Linked DNA regions of Arachis hypogaea: all the other regions are linked to region 1. The links are chromatin contacts, called in public Hi-C maps. All regions are on one chromosome and are shown on one strand. The core of a region is the stretch at or near the end of the contact, and the rest is flanking DNA. Distances in the headings are between cores, read along the strand shown. Region 1 has its middle 9.9 kb from the start of LOC112744035. Region 2 holds the start of LOC112744039 (ATPase GET3A). Region 3 holds the start of LOC112744036 (SPX domain-containing membrane protein At4g22990).

Region 1 (4,076 bases), core at 488-2,987:
GCCAATCCGCCATAGAGTGAAAAGGACTAGCATTTTGAACCCACCTTAGTTGGCGGGGCAGCCCGCCCCGTTTATGGTGCGGGCCTAGTCGGGGAGGAGCGAGTTGGGGTGGGCCGGCCCGCTTAGCCACCCCTTAAGTACAACAACTATAGAAACCACAACGAAACATTCTTACCATCAGGAACTGATCTTCAGTACTAGAAATGCTTTAGTGTTTATCTTCTCCCATACATGCATTGGCTGCATCAAGCTCCTAGATTGGAAACCATAACTTCAGCTATTTGGGGATCTAACTTTTTGGAAACTCTGTTTGAAACGTTGGGATAAAAGCCATCACCGTATACATCACCGTCGATGCCTTTTGTACCTGACTCAGTCGAATGTCCCCAAACCCATTTGAAATCATCTCCATCACTCGCTACATTCTCCTCGACGACCCCTTCATCCTGGAATGGTGTATACATCGAATTGTTACAATATTTATCCGGATCTTCCTCTAATAACGACACCTAAAGAATGGCGATGAGATGGAGGTTGCAACTTCCTCACTGCCACGGTCGAAGCAACATTCTGGTCTTCTTCAACAGAGCTGAGGGTTAGGGAAGTTAGGGCTTTTGCTTCAATGGAAACTGCCAAAAACACTTGCAAAATCTTTATCTTTCTAGGTTCAAAAAATATAGCCTCATGGCCATTTAAAAAATAAGATCTCTTACAAAAATATCTGCTGGGCCAACCCACCCAATCTCAATGATAACGCCAGTCAAGATATTGGATAACAAATGTAAAATATAAAAAATAACTTCTTCAATTATTATATAATTTGTGGCAACACTTATAATACACAGAAACTACAGGGATCAATTACAATTACATTATTAACCCAAAAATTTGTTGCAGAATGTGTCAGCATAGTACAGGCGTTTGAGATGCCTCATTTAATAAGGCGCTTCCTAAAACTCATCAAAGAACAAGGCATCCTAAACGCCTTATTTAAACAGGCGCAGGTTAAAACTCACCATATGATACCTCCGAACTACCTATGCACACTATCTGCTCACAATATTCTATAGAATTTTCTTACTTTAACTTATATATATCACACTTTCTATCACACCTTCTATTTACCTACACCACAACTATATATCTCATTAACAAAAAAAACATATAAGCTAGTAGCTAGTTTAGAAAAAGTAAGGTGTGCTAGATCCAACATAAATTCTTGCCCGGTCCTCAATAGATTTAGGTATTTAAAATAGATAATTCAGTAAAATATTAAAATTAGATCTGATTATACGAAAATTCGCTTGACCAATATACATATCTATATAAAAAGATATTTTCATAAATATTTTTAAAAAATACCTCTAACTTTTTCAAATTAAAAGTATAGATACATAATTTTTTATTTATTAAAAAAAATCAAATACCTCTCCATAAAATTTACCAAACCTATCCTAAGTGATATCAAGCCTAAGGTTGATGAAAAGCTCATCAATGGACATGAAATTTTTTTTTGGGGGTTGTATAACGGGGCTAAAAGCCCAAAATTACAGGTACAATGGATCGGGGCTAACAAATCCGGATCCATTGATCAATGGATATGAATATATGGATATAAATCATATAATAGAAAACAGAAAGGGGGGGGGGGGGGGGGGGGGCTAAGGGACATGGTAACACTTCTAGTTCTGATAAAGATTGACTCATAAAAAATTGGGCCACCCATATACTAAGTTAAGTGATCCATTTATTTCTACTGATTTTTATTGCCATATTCTTGAAATAGATCCACTCCCCCTGACCCAAAAACATTAGCTTCACTCCTCTTTTCATATGTATATCTTAATAAAAAAACAAATCAACATCTTCATAAATAAAATGTAAAGAAATCCTAGCTAAGCTTTGGATTTTTCCACAGCACAACTATAAGGTTTTTTTACCCATCGCAAAATGTCTCTCATCAATTGGGGGAATAAAGAGAAAAAAATATAAAAATAAAAAGAAAGTGCGTGCAATATCCACAAAATGATGATATTTTGCAGTTTTCTTTTCTTTTCAATCTATTTTTCTTTCCTATTCTCCAAAGTCCAATCTAAATATTTATTATTAGCTCATTGGTCATTGGATATCTGAGTTAGCTTTTGATTTCTTCTAATTTGTCTAGTACATATGAACTTTGCAATATATTTTGATATCTATAACTAAAGATACATCTAATAATAAGATACAAAAATAATGTGAAATTCCATCAATTATGAAAAATTACAATTAAAACCAACTCAAGCTCAAATTTCATAAAAATATGTATAGTGTTAATTAAGTGCAAAAGTAGAGACCTTAGAGACTAAGTGTGAACATTCATCAATGTATCAAAATATTATTTTTCAATGAAGACTTTTTCTTTAAAAAATAAAATAAAAATCATAAGCTTTTTTTTTCTAAAATTAATATTAGTTATACACAAAAAATAATTATCTTGTACCTTAATATTATATATCTATATATAATGAAAGAACATAGCTAAAACATAATTAAATAGAAAAAAATTTATCGTCTCTTAATTAAGTATTGAGAGTTAATTCTTAAGATAAATATTCTTGTGAAAAGAAAAAAAAAAGACAAGAATATAAGAAGTGTAAATTAAAGCTATTGTCCTTTTTCTTTCAACACACTTATCAATTTATACTATTAATTTTTCAGTTGTATTCCTACATGATGGTAATTAATTTATATGTTAGTAATTTTTTTATGTCTATTGTCTTCCAAGTTGTCTAATGTTGTTAGATAACACCTCTAGAATATAATTAGCAATCCTTCCAACCACGATTTTCTATTTATTCGTTTGACCTAATTTTGTTCATTAGTGATCTTAGTTTGTTGTTAATTTAGAGAATTGGAGTGTAATTATTAGAAAGTATGATTTTAAAATTTGATTTTTTTATACAAGAAAAAATTGAAAAATGACTTTAAAAAAAATATTTAAGAAATGATTCCTTTTAAAATCCTATTTTTTTATGTATTGTGATTTATAAAAATATATGCAATTAACTTCTTGGCTTTTCAGCTATTTAAAAAAAAAAAAATTGTTGGGTTTGGGATAGTGATGTTAGGCTTATTACCTCAAAAAGTGCAACTCCAAAAGCAACATGTATGTGTAAAAATTGTAGAACCCAATCATTTTGTATCTTGATCCACAACAAAATCTCAGATCCACCACTTACAAGTCAGAAAATCTTAGCCTAACAATTGTATCTGGAAAATAAGAGTTCCACTAACATAAAATAGGAAGAAACTATTTGTTCATGCTCACTTATTTTATAAAAAGGGCATTATTTCTACTCCAATTAATATATAAGTAGCCAAGTTCTTATCCAAAAACTACTTTTATTATAAGTAGTTGGGTTCAACTAGATGAATGTGTGATACACCATTAATAGTTTATTACTATACGATCAAATCATTTATTTATATGAAATTGGGGTCTTTCTTTTGCATATAAAATTGCACTCTCCTCTTTTACTGGGTTTAGGTTTATTTAATTTACACTTTCAGCCAAAAAAAGTTAGTGGCTGGTTATTAATTAGTGGAGCTAATTTCAAACAATTTGAATTATTAATTAATTAAGAAGCATCAAACTTTTTGATAATATACATGTTTTAGAAGTAGCCTTTTTATTTTTCCTTCCTTAAAGGAAATGGACAACAAGAGTTTAATTTAGGTTTAAAAAATATGACTAAGATTTCTTTTTAATATATTAGATTCATCAAACTTTAAACTTATTTTATCTTAACTAATGCACTAAAAGAGTTGCCTGATAAAAACAAATGTTCTTCCACACAAACTAACAAAGTTAGGTTGAAAGCAAGAACCACACAAAATTAAAAGAACTGCAAAGAATATAATTCAGATCATAGGTCCATTAGGCTTCAATAGGTAATCTTGAACCTTGAAAAGCTAAGTAGCAATTAACAAAACCAAAATACACAGGATTTGATTTTTCTCACCAAAGTATTGAAAAAGAAAGGGAATTATCAACAATAGAAAGTAATATGTTAGTCACTAAAAATAAATATGGT
Region 2 (4,076 bases), core at 1,139-3,638, 130 kb after region 1:
TTATTATATACTATTTTTATTTAATATTGAGCCTTTGTGAGCACGAATCGAAACTTTAATAAAAAAAACAAAAGGGTCTTTACTTAAACCTCTTAATCACAAAAATACATATATATTCAAATAGCAATATATACATAGACTTATTCAAATAATCTCAATTATAAGTCCTCCCCCTCTAAAAATCAAAATAATAGCCAGCGATGGAAAAATAAATTCTAAAAACTCAACTTGTGAAAATCATCTTCTATGCTCCTGTAACTCCGCACTAAGCCTTCGCAGCTGTAGTGGAAAGGGTGGAGATAGGGGGTAAGAACTAGGGAGTTCTTAGTAGGGTCGGAGTTAGAAATTAAGTTCGTTTCATTATGATCTCAAAAAAGTATAATCCAACTCAACAATTAAAACATAGAATTCAATCACAAGTACACACAATCATAGAAAACACAATCACAAACAAATATGCGCAAACAAGTATGATGCATGTCTAGTCCTATACAGGTCATGAGCTCATGTGTCGGCTTGTTGCCTGATTCCCGATACTGATCTTGAGATAAGCGTTTCGTACTACCGTTCTTATCTCAGCCAACGTCCCCTCCATGAACGTTACATATCGCCGTCCTCAAGGGGAAAACTACCTTTCGGTCTCCAGTGAGCGTTATGCATCGCCGTACTCGTTGAGCTGTAACCTTCCTTTCAGTCTCCAATGAACGTTACGTATCCCCGTCCTTATAGTGTCAAGTGAGCGTTACGTATCGCCGTTCCCACTAAACACTTGGCACTAAGGCCCAACATCATTCAATTTCTTTTCAATATTTGCTTTCTACTCTACTGTGGTAGAGATCCCTTTAATTAATACATTTTTTCATTCCTGCCCTCTGCTCTCCTGTGGCAAAGATTCTTTAGATTATTTTAATTCTTTTGTTCTTGGTTATTTATTGAATTATATTCACTTAACTCAGCAACCTTTGTCTGAGTTTGGCTTTCAGTGTCATAACCTCTGTAAGCAACCTCTGTCTTACAGGTGCGACCATCTCCTGGAGTGGCCAATGTATCTCTGGAAAGCGAATCTCAATGGGCTCACCACCATATCTTTAATTATCTCATTTTCTTTTTATTTATTCTTTCTTTCTTTTCTTTCTTATCATTTCACAATATAATTTATCTTCACATTATTCCCTCGCATTTTCCTAAGTGTCTTATAAAAAAAAATTATAAAGTACTTTAATTAAGTCTGCATTCTCTAAAATTTTTAAGATAATTCTGTTTGCTCTTCTCTAACATATAATAATAATAATAATAATAATAATAATAGTAATAATAGTAATAATAACAATAGTAATAATAGTAATAATAATATTTATAAAAATTAATTTAAATTTCTCTATTAAAATAGTTTTTAATAGATAATTCAAGCTAATAAAATAAGTCATAATTAAATTAAACTTTAATAATCATAAAATTCTATTTAATTATTTTTGTTAAAACTAGTCTTTTTTAAAAACAAAATCTGAATATAATATAATAACTCATAAACAACTAATTATTTAATTTTAAAATTAGGGTCTTACAATTTAAATTAATTATTTGACTTCTATTATGAAATATCTAATGTCTTTTAACCAAAATTTGAATAAATAATTTAAGAAATTGAGACAGTCTTTTATTTTTATCAATTTAGACATTATTAAAAAAATGAGTAATTTTATTTAAAAAAAATTGTAACTCTTCTTTAACATTTTCGTTAAATTTATGATTAAAATATTAATAATGAATACAATGAATTTTCAAAGTAATATTTAAGAAATTTTAGTAGAATATTTTAATTGTCAACAAATTTTAATAATTAAATCAGTATTTAAATTTTTATTTATTAGATAAATTAATTCTTATATTTAATTATTCGTCTATATAAAAGAGTTAATCTAAAAATTTTAAAAAAATTTAAAAACTATTATATCTTTATCAAAGAATGATTCGTCTACATTTTTACGAGCGAGATTGAAAATATTACTTAATTCTACATTAGTTTATGAATATTTCAATAGATAAAATAATTTGTCCCAAAATTTAAAATTTGCCATACTTAAACATGGATTGATCACTTATCCAATTTGATTTTTGAGTAAATCAACAAAAATACACTCAAATTATTTTATTATTGATAAAAATATTTTTAAATTTTTTTATTAACTAAAATATTTTCAAATAATTTAAAAAATAACAAAAATATTCCGCTTTGATAAAAAATTTAGTCATTTTTAATTGCGATTTAATATTTTTATTATATTTTTAAATAATTTAAAAATATTTTATCAATAACAAAATTTAAAAATATTTTTAAGAACGGCAAGATAATTCAATTATATTTTTTTGGTTTATCCTTGATTTTTTAAATCCTAATTATTTTTAAAATTTTATTTCAATTAGTACAAAACACAATGGTCTTCTTTCTTACTCTTCTACTCCTCTTTCTCTCGACTGCGTTTTCGAATATTCCATCAAAGCCAAAAAAAAAAAAAAAAACATAAATCAGAGAAGAAAGAAAGAAAGAAAGAAAGAAAGGAGGAGAGAGAACACAGGAGCAGTGTGGCCATGGCGGATCAGCAGAGTTTGCCAGAAGGAACGGTGCAGAACATTCTAGAACAAGAAACTCTCAAATGGGTCTTCGTTGGTGGCAAAGGTGGCGTTGGCAAAACCACATGTAGCTCAATACTCTCGATTCTTCTCGCCACTGTTCGCGACTCTGTTCTCATAATCTCCACCGACCCAGCTCACAATCTCAGCGATGCTTTTCAACAGCGATTCACAAAGACTCCAACTTTGGTCAATGGCTTCACCAATCTCTATGCTATGGTACCGATTAGAGCTTCCCAATTTTAGTGCTTTATGCCTTATTCGTGTGTGGTTTTCCTTTTTCGGACTCGATTATCATGCTGTTGGGTCAAATTTCTGAAATTGAGTCGAAGCTGAATGAATCAATGGCCCTGGGAATGGGGACTTGTGTGAAGAGAATTTGCAACTTGCAAGAGGAGTTGCTTATGCTCCCTGAATTGAGATCTGTAGAAGAAAGCTTGTTGGTTTTGATTGTTTATCCAAGCAAAACACATACTTTATGTATTGTTTGTTGCTGCTGCTGTTATTTTCTATTTTGGAACTGGTGGTTTTGTGGATTTATAGTGGTTGTGCCTTTTATAGGTGTGTATGAGATATGCAATGTTCGCAATGTTCATGCTTTTTAGGTTGTTGCAGTGGTTTTCCTGTTTAGTAAAGGATTCAATTTTCACGCTTTATTGTTCAGAGAGAGATTGGTGATATAAGAAGAACATGTGAAGCTTAGTTTTGTGTATGATCTATTGTGTAGCCATGTTGTTACTTGTTAGGTTAGGTATTAATAGTTTTTTGTATGAGTGTAGAAAAGTAAAGCCTTTTTTTTTGGGGTATAGCTATGATGATTCTGTTATCATCGATGAGTCAATTATTTATCTGAATGATTAACTATTTCTCTTTTACTAATTCAGGTTACATGATTTGTCTCTCTTGGACCTTTTATTAATTACTGAGTGCTTCACACTTGAATCATTGTTTGTTTGAGTTTTTTTTGTTATCCAAAATGATCTTATTTTTATTTCATTCATCTTGGTGTTAGTTTTATCTTAATTGTTTTCCATTGTAGGAAGTGGATCCCACTGTTGAGCATGAGGATGTGGGCACTTCTGAAGGGATGGACGGTCTGGTCTCGGAGCTAGCAGGTGCAATACCTGGGATTGATGAGGCGATGAGCTTTGCTGAGATGTTGAAGTAAGAATGATGTCATCTTTTTTTATTTAACTACGAAAATATGACCTGATATTATGTCTACTATCGAATTATTATGATTGATATTTTTGATGTCATGTGTGTAATGTTTACGACGGTAGAATCAATTAGTTGGTAACCCATATATGAGGATTGGAGTCCTTCAAATGCCAAACAGAAAGAATAGAAGTATGGAGGATTACATTTTCTCATCAATTTCATGGGACATTTATGAATATACAAATTACAATAGTGAATGTATTTATTGCCAAGCTTAGAATGTT
Region 3 (4,076 bases), core at 991-3,490, 82 kb after region 1:
TTTTTCTTCTATTTGAAATCCCTGTTCCATAATATTATTTTTTTGAGCCATTTTTAATTGTTTAAAAAGCATTGTAACTTCTTCTAATTTTTCTTCAATATTCATAATTTCAATGGTGGTTTTACTTTTAATTCTGCTATGTTGATTATATTTTGAAAATTTTCTTCTTTGGGATTCTCTTTCTGAAAGTATTTATTTAATATCTGTTTGATTTCGTTTATATTAGGTTCCTCTTTTTCCTTATTTCTTTGAAATTTTATGGATACTAAAATTTCTTCAAGCATATCTACTATAGAATTTAATTGTGGGTTAAAAGTATGATAAAGATGTGGGGAATTATTTCCATGGTAGCATTTTTTAGAAATTTCATGTGAAATATAGGTTTTTTCAGGTTTTTGAAGTCCTTCAATAAAATTTATAGTAAAATAAAGATTTTGAGAAAAATCATTTTGTATTGATTTTAGGAATTCGGTGTCATTACAATTAACATTAGTTAAAATCATTAACTTTTGATCTATTAATTTTGATAGTTTAATAATTTCTTCTCTTAAATCTTTTAATTTACTTTTTTCCATTAGGTAACGTTTTTTCTTATTAAAAGGCTACGGTTTTAAGTGTGTTGTAGTGAAAAGTGTGGTTTTTAGAATGTATGGCTTAGATTTTGCCACGTAGGTGTCTTTAGAAAAAGTTGTTTTTGTGATGTTTATGTGAGTGGTGGCTTTATTGAAATGATATATTAACATACCTTTTAATATGATGTATTCAAATTCAAATTTTAATAATATTAAATAATAGATAAAAACCCTTAAAAATGTTGATCCTCCCGTTAGGCCACAGTTACTTCGAAGAAAAGAAAAAAACCATCATTATGTGCTCATAAAAAAAAATGTGAACACTATGTGAAATGAGACAATTTAATTTGCATGGCTTATAATAATACTTTCTTTACTACCACACTTGGAGTTGGGCACTTCCATGTGGCAACATTATTTTCATTGAGGAATCAAATCAATGCAACACATCACCCTTCACATATCCCTTAGTGACCCACATTTATAGTTAAAGAATGCTAAAACAAAGAAATTGTGGCGAAAAAGGGAGACCATGTATATTATTCAATACCGTGATATGAATAAAGTTGAATATTCTATTTGTGGACCATACAAATTATAGATAGAAAAACAGCACTAGCATGTGAAATAGGTACAGTAGATAGGACACATTGGTGTTCTGTCACTAATTGACCTACAATGCTTAGATTTTGTTGTGTCCTTATATTAGAGTTTAGGTGAATTCTAGTGTTTTTATTGAGATATTTACGTTGTCTAATTTATTTTTATAAATAAAAAATAAAATATATAAAATAAAAATAAAAAATATTTAAAATTTATTAAATATTGTTTATTTATTTTTTTAATAAATTAAGCACAATATTATTAAGTACCACTATAGCATTCACCTAGATTTTATTCAATTTTAGGGCATTATATTCCATTACAATATATATTGTAGATGTTGACACCTGACACTTTCTTTAGCTTTAGGTTGTCTACAAGTTAATTTGGGGATTTTTTTTAATTATTATTTCTTTTTCTTTCCAGCTTTTTATAAACATTTTTCATATACATTGTGCTTATATTATTCAAATTAAAATAATATAACTATATTATGAGTTTATTTTTTCATACAATAAAAAGTGTACATTTTAGGGTTTACTTTTCTACACCATAAAATACTATAATAAATATAAAATATTTATTTTAATGTCTTCTAATCACACTAAATCGTAGCATCTTTTCCCAATTATTTTATTTGAGTAAATTAATTACCCTAATGTTTCGATTAAACTATTTAATTATATCCATGCAAAATACATATAAATTAAATTCCTATAGGCTATAGTATACTATGCTAGCTAATAATACAATCATAATGAAACTCATAGAGGGAAAGGACACCGTTGTTAATTTTCAACAATTTTATAATTAAAGCAACTAATAAACTGCATGTCCTAATCTTTTTAAAGTTACTTTTGAACTTGGGACAAAACTTGGCCACTACTGATTTTGAAATCGAAAAAACAAAAAGAAAAAAAAAGCAGGAAAAAGAAAAAGGAAGGTTAGTTTAGTAATCTATTCTATACAAAAATCAAAAATCATCAAACATATCATAATTGTTATTTAATTGTTCTAACTTCTAACCATTCTCTATAAAAGCGATGGAGGTTTTGTATAGCATGTAGATGTGACCCTCTCTCTCTCTCTCTCTCTCTCTCTCTCTCTCTCTCTCTCTCTCTCTCTCTCTCTCTCTCTCTCTCTCTCTCTCTCTCTCTCTCTCTAACTTGCTATATTCGAGGAGCTTCTACCATGTTTGCCAGCATTATAAATGCATGCATTTTGTAGTGTATGTACACTTTCATGGATTATGGAATTATGCTAACTACTTCAATGTTCATCTATCCTTGTAAGTCCAACTCCAAGTACCGAATCATATTATTAATTGCATTACATTACATACATACATATTTGAGTGATTTTTTTTTTTTTAAGAATAGTCCTGCTATCCTTCTCTATATATATGAGCTAAAATTAAACTTACACCAAGTTATTATATATAAGAGGTGTATAATATCACCTGATCATATGAATAATTTTAATGTAATTTCATTTACCCTTTAACTCAGCATGACTGTTGTAGTGTGAAACACATGTATATGTATCTACGTATATTTAGTCTCTCCCATATCTAATATAGAGAAAGTTTAGGAGCCTAGCATTTTTATTAAAATTTAGTGAATAATTAATTATTAAAAAAAATAATAATTTTATATTATTAGATATAATCTTACATCATTAAAAATATTAATAATTATTAAGTAATATCTATAAATCATAAAAATTGTTGGTCCTCTAACACTCCTTATTAATATATAATAATAAAAATAAAAAATATTATTTATACACTAAAATTAGCTATCAATATATTTATATATAAATATATGTAATTTAATTTATTTATATATTTATATTTCAACATATATTTTATACTAATATAACTGACTTTAATAATTAATTTTAGTGTATATAAAGCATAATTCAATAAAAATTTATATAATTATCTTTATGTAAATTAAATTATATAATAATTTTTAACTATTAATTTTATAATGGTGAATTGTCACCTTATGTGGTTTTCTAATATTCCTTTAATTCGTTCTTATCTATAAGATATCATGACCTTTTTTGGGGTACATTAAGTGACATGACTTTAATAGACAGAAAGTTGATTTCCAAACACATAATATTATATCCGATGCACGAGTAATTTCCTTCATCTAGATTATCATTTCTAATTTACTTTAATTTATCATTACTGCTAGAGTAATTCTGTAATTGGACCCACATTGTATGCAATGAGATATGATTATTGATGTAATTAATAAATGGATCTTACTATCTTTTGGATGAGTAAAGGAGTGTATAGTGAAAAATTATATTTTATAACAATAATTAAAAAGAAAAAATTAAAAAAAATTGTTTTCGCAGTTTAGTATTGTTGCTTTAAGGAAGTTAGTTATATTTAATAAATATTATATTTAAAAATATAACAGTTATTTTTTTACAAAACAAAAAATAAAAGTTATTTTCAGTAATAGATATAGTAAGAGAATTTTTTTATCTTTCCAATTCATTAACATGTAATAAGCTTATATTAATTTTCTTAATTAAAAAAACTAGTCTTAAAACGTCTTCATATGTACTTTAAAAACATCTTCAATTTTTAAAACAAAAAATATAAATACATAATTTTTTATTTATTAAATACAAAATAACTTATAAAATCAAGCATTACTATATTTATGAAGGTAAACCCATTTGTATCATTTTCTTTTAAGTGTAACCTTTTCTTATTCGAATCTTACATATTGCAAAATGCTTGTACTTTCCATATTAAATACAAAATATTAATTTATATAAGTAGAAATACTTGTCCAATAAATGTTTTCAGCCCAAAGTCCAATTTATTAAATTCTTGATAATAAAATCTGAATAATTCTACGGATATATAATTTGTTA

What was found. A called contact is a pair of places that touch in the nucleus more often than the background predicts.
Region 2: a Hi-C map of an unstated tissue shows a contact between it and region 1, with 5 times the contacts expected there. The contact joins the promoter of LOC112744039 here to the enhancer-like site in region 1. A contact is called at or near these places in 2 of 8 Hi-C or Micro-C datasets (leaf and an unstated tissue).
Region 3: a Hi-C map of an unstated tissue shows a contact between it and region 1, with 4 times the contacts expected there. The contact joins the promoter of LOC112744036 here to the enhancer-like site in region 1. A contact is called at or near these places in 2 of 8 Hi-C or Micro-C datasets (leaf and an unstated tissue).

Annotation. Positions count from the first base shown.
Region 1 is chr14:126,320,559-126,324,634 of arahy.Tifrunner.gnm2.J5K5, forward strand. No RefSeq gene overlaps it. Among protein-coding and RNA genes, the nearest start is that of LOC112744035, 9.9 kb to the left of the region's middle. Within about 2 kb of position 1,738, at least 3 of the 3 cell types and tissues checked have open chromatin away from gene starts, as enhancers often do.
Region 2 is chr14:126,446,300-126,450,375 of arahy.Tifrunner.gnm2.J5K5, forward strand. It overlaps LOC112744039 (ATPase GET3A), which reads left to right and starts at 2,389. Exons shown (of 7, transcript XM_025793505.3): 1 at 2,389-2,850; 2 at 3,671-3,795. The coding sequence starts at 2,590.
Region 3 is chr14:126,401,888-126,405,963 of arahy.Tifrunner.gnm2.J5K5, forward strand. LOC112744036 (SPX domain-containing membrane protein At4g22990) reads left to right here and starts at 2,241. Exons shown (of 12, transcript XM_072214874.1): 1 at 2,241-2,463.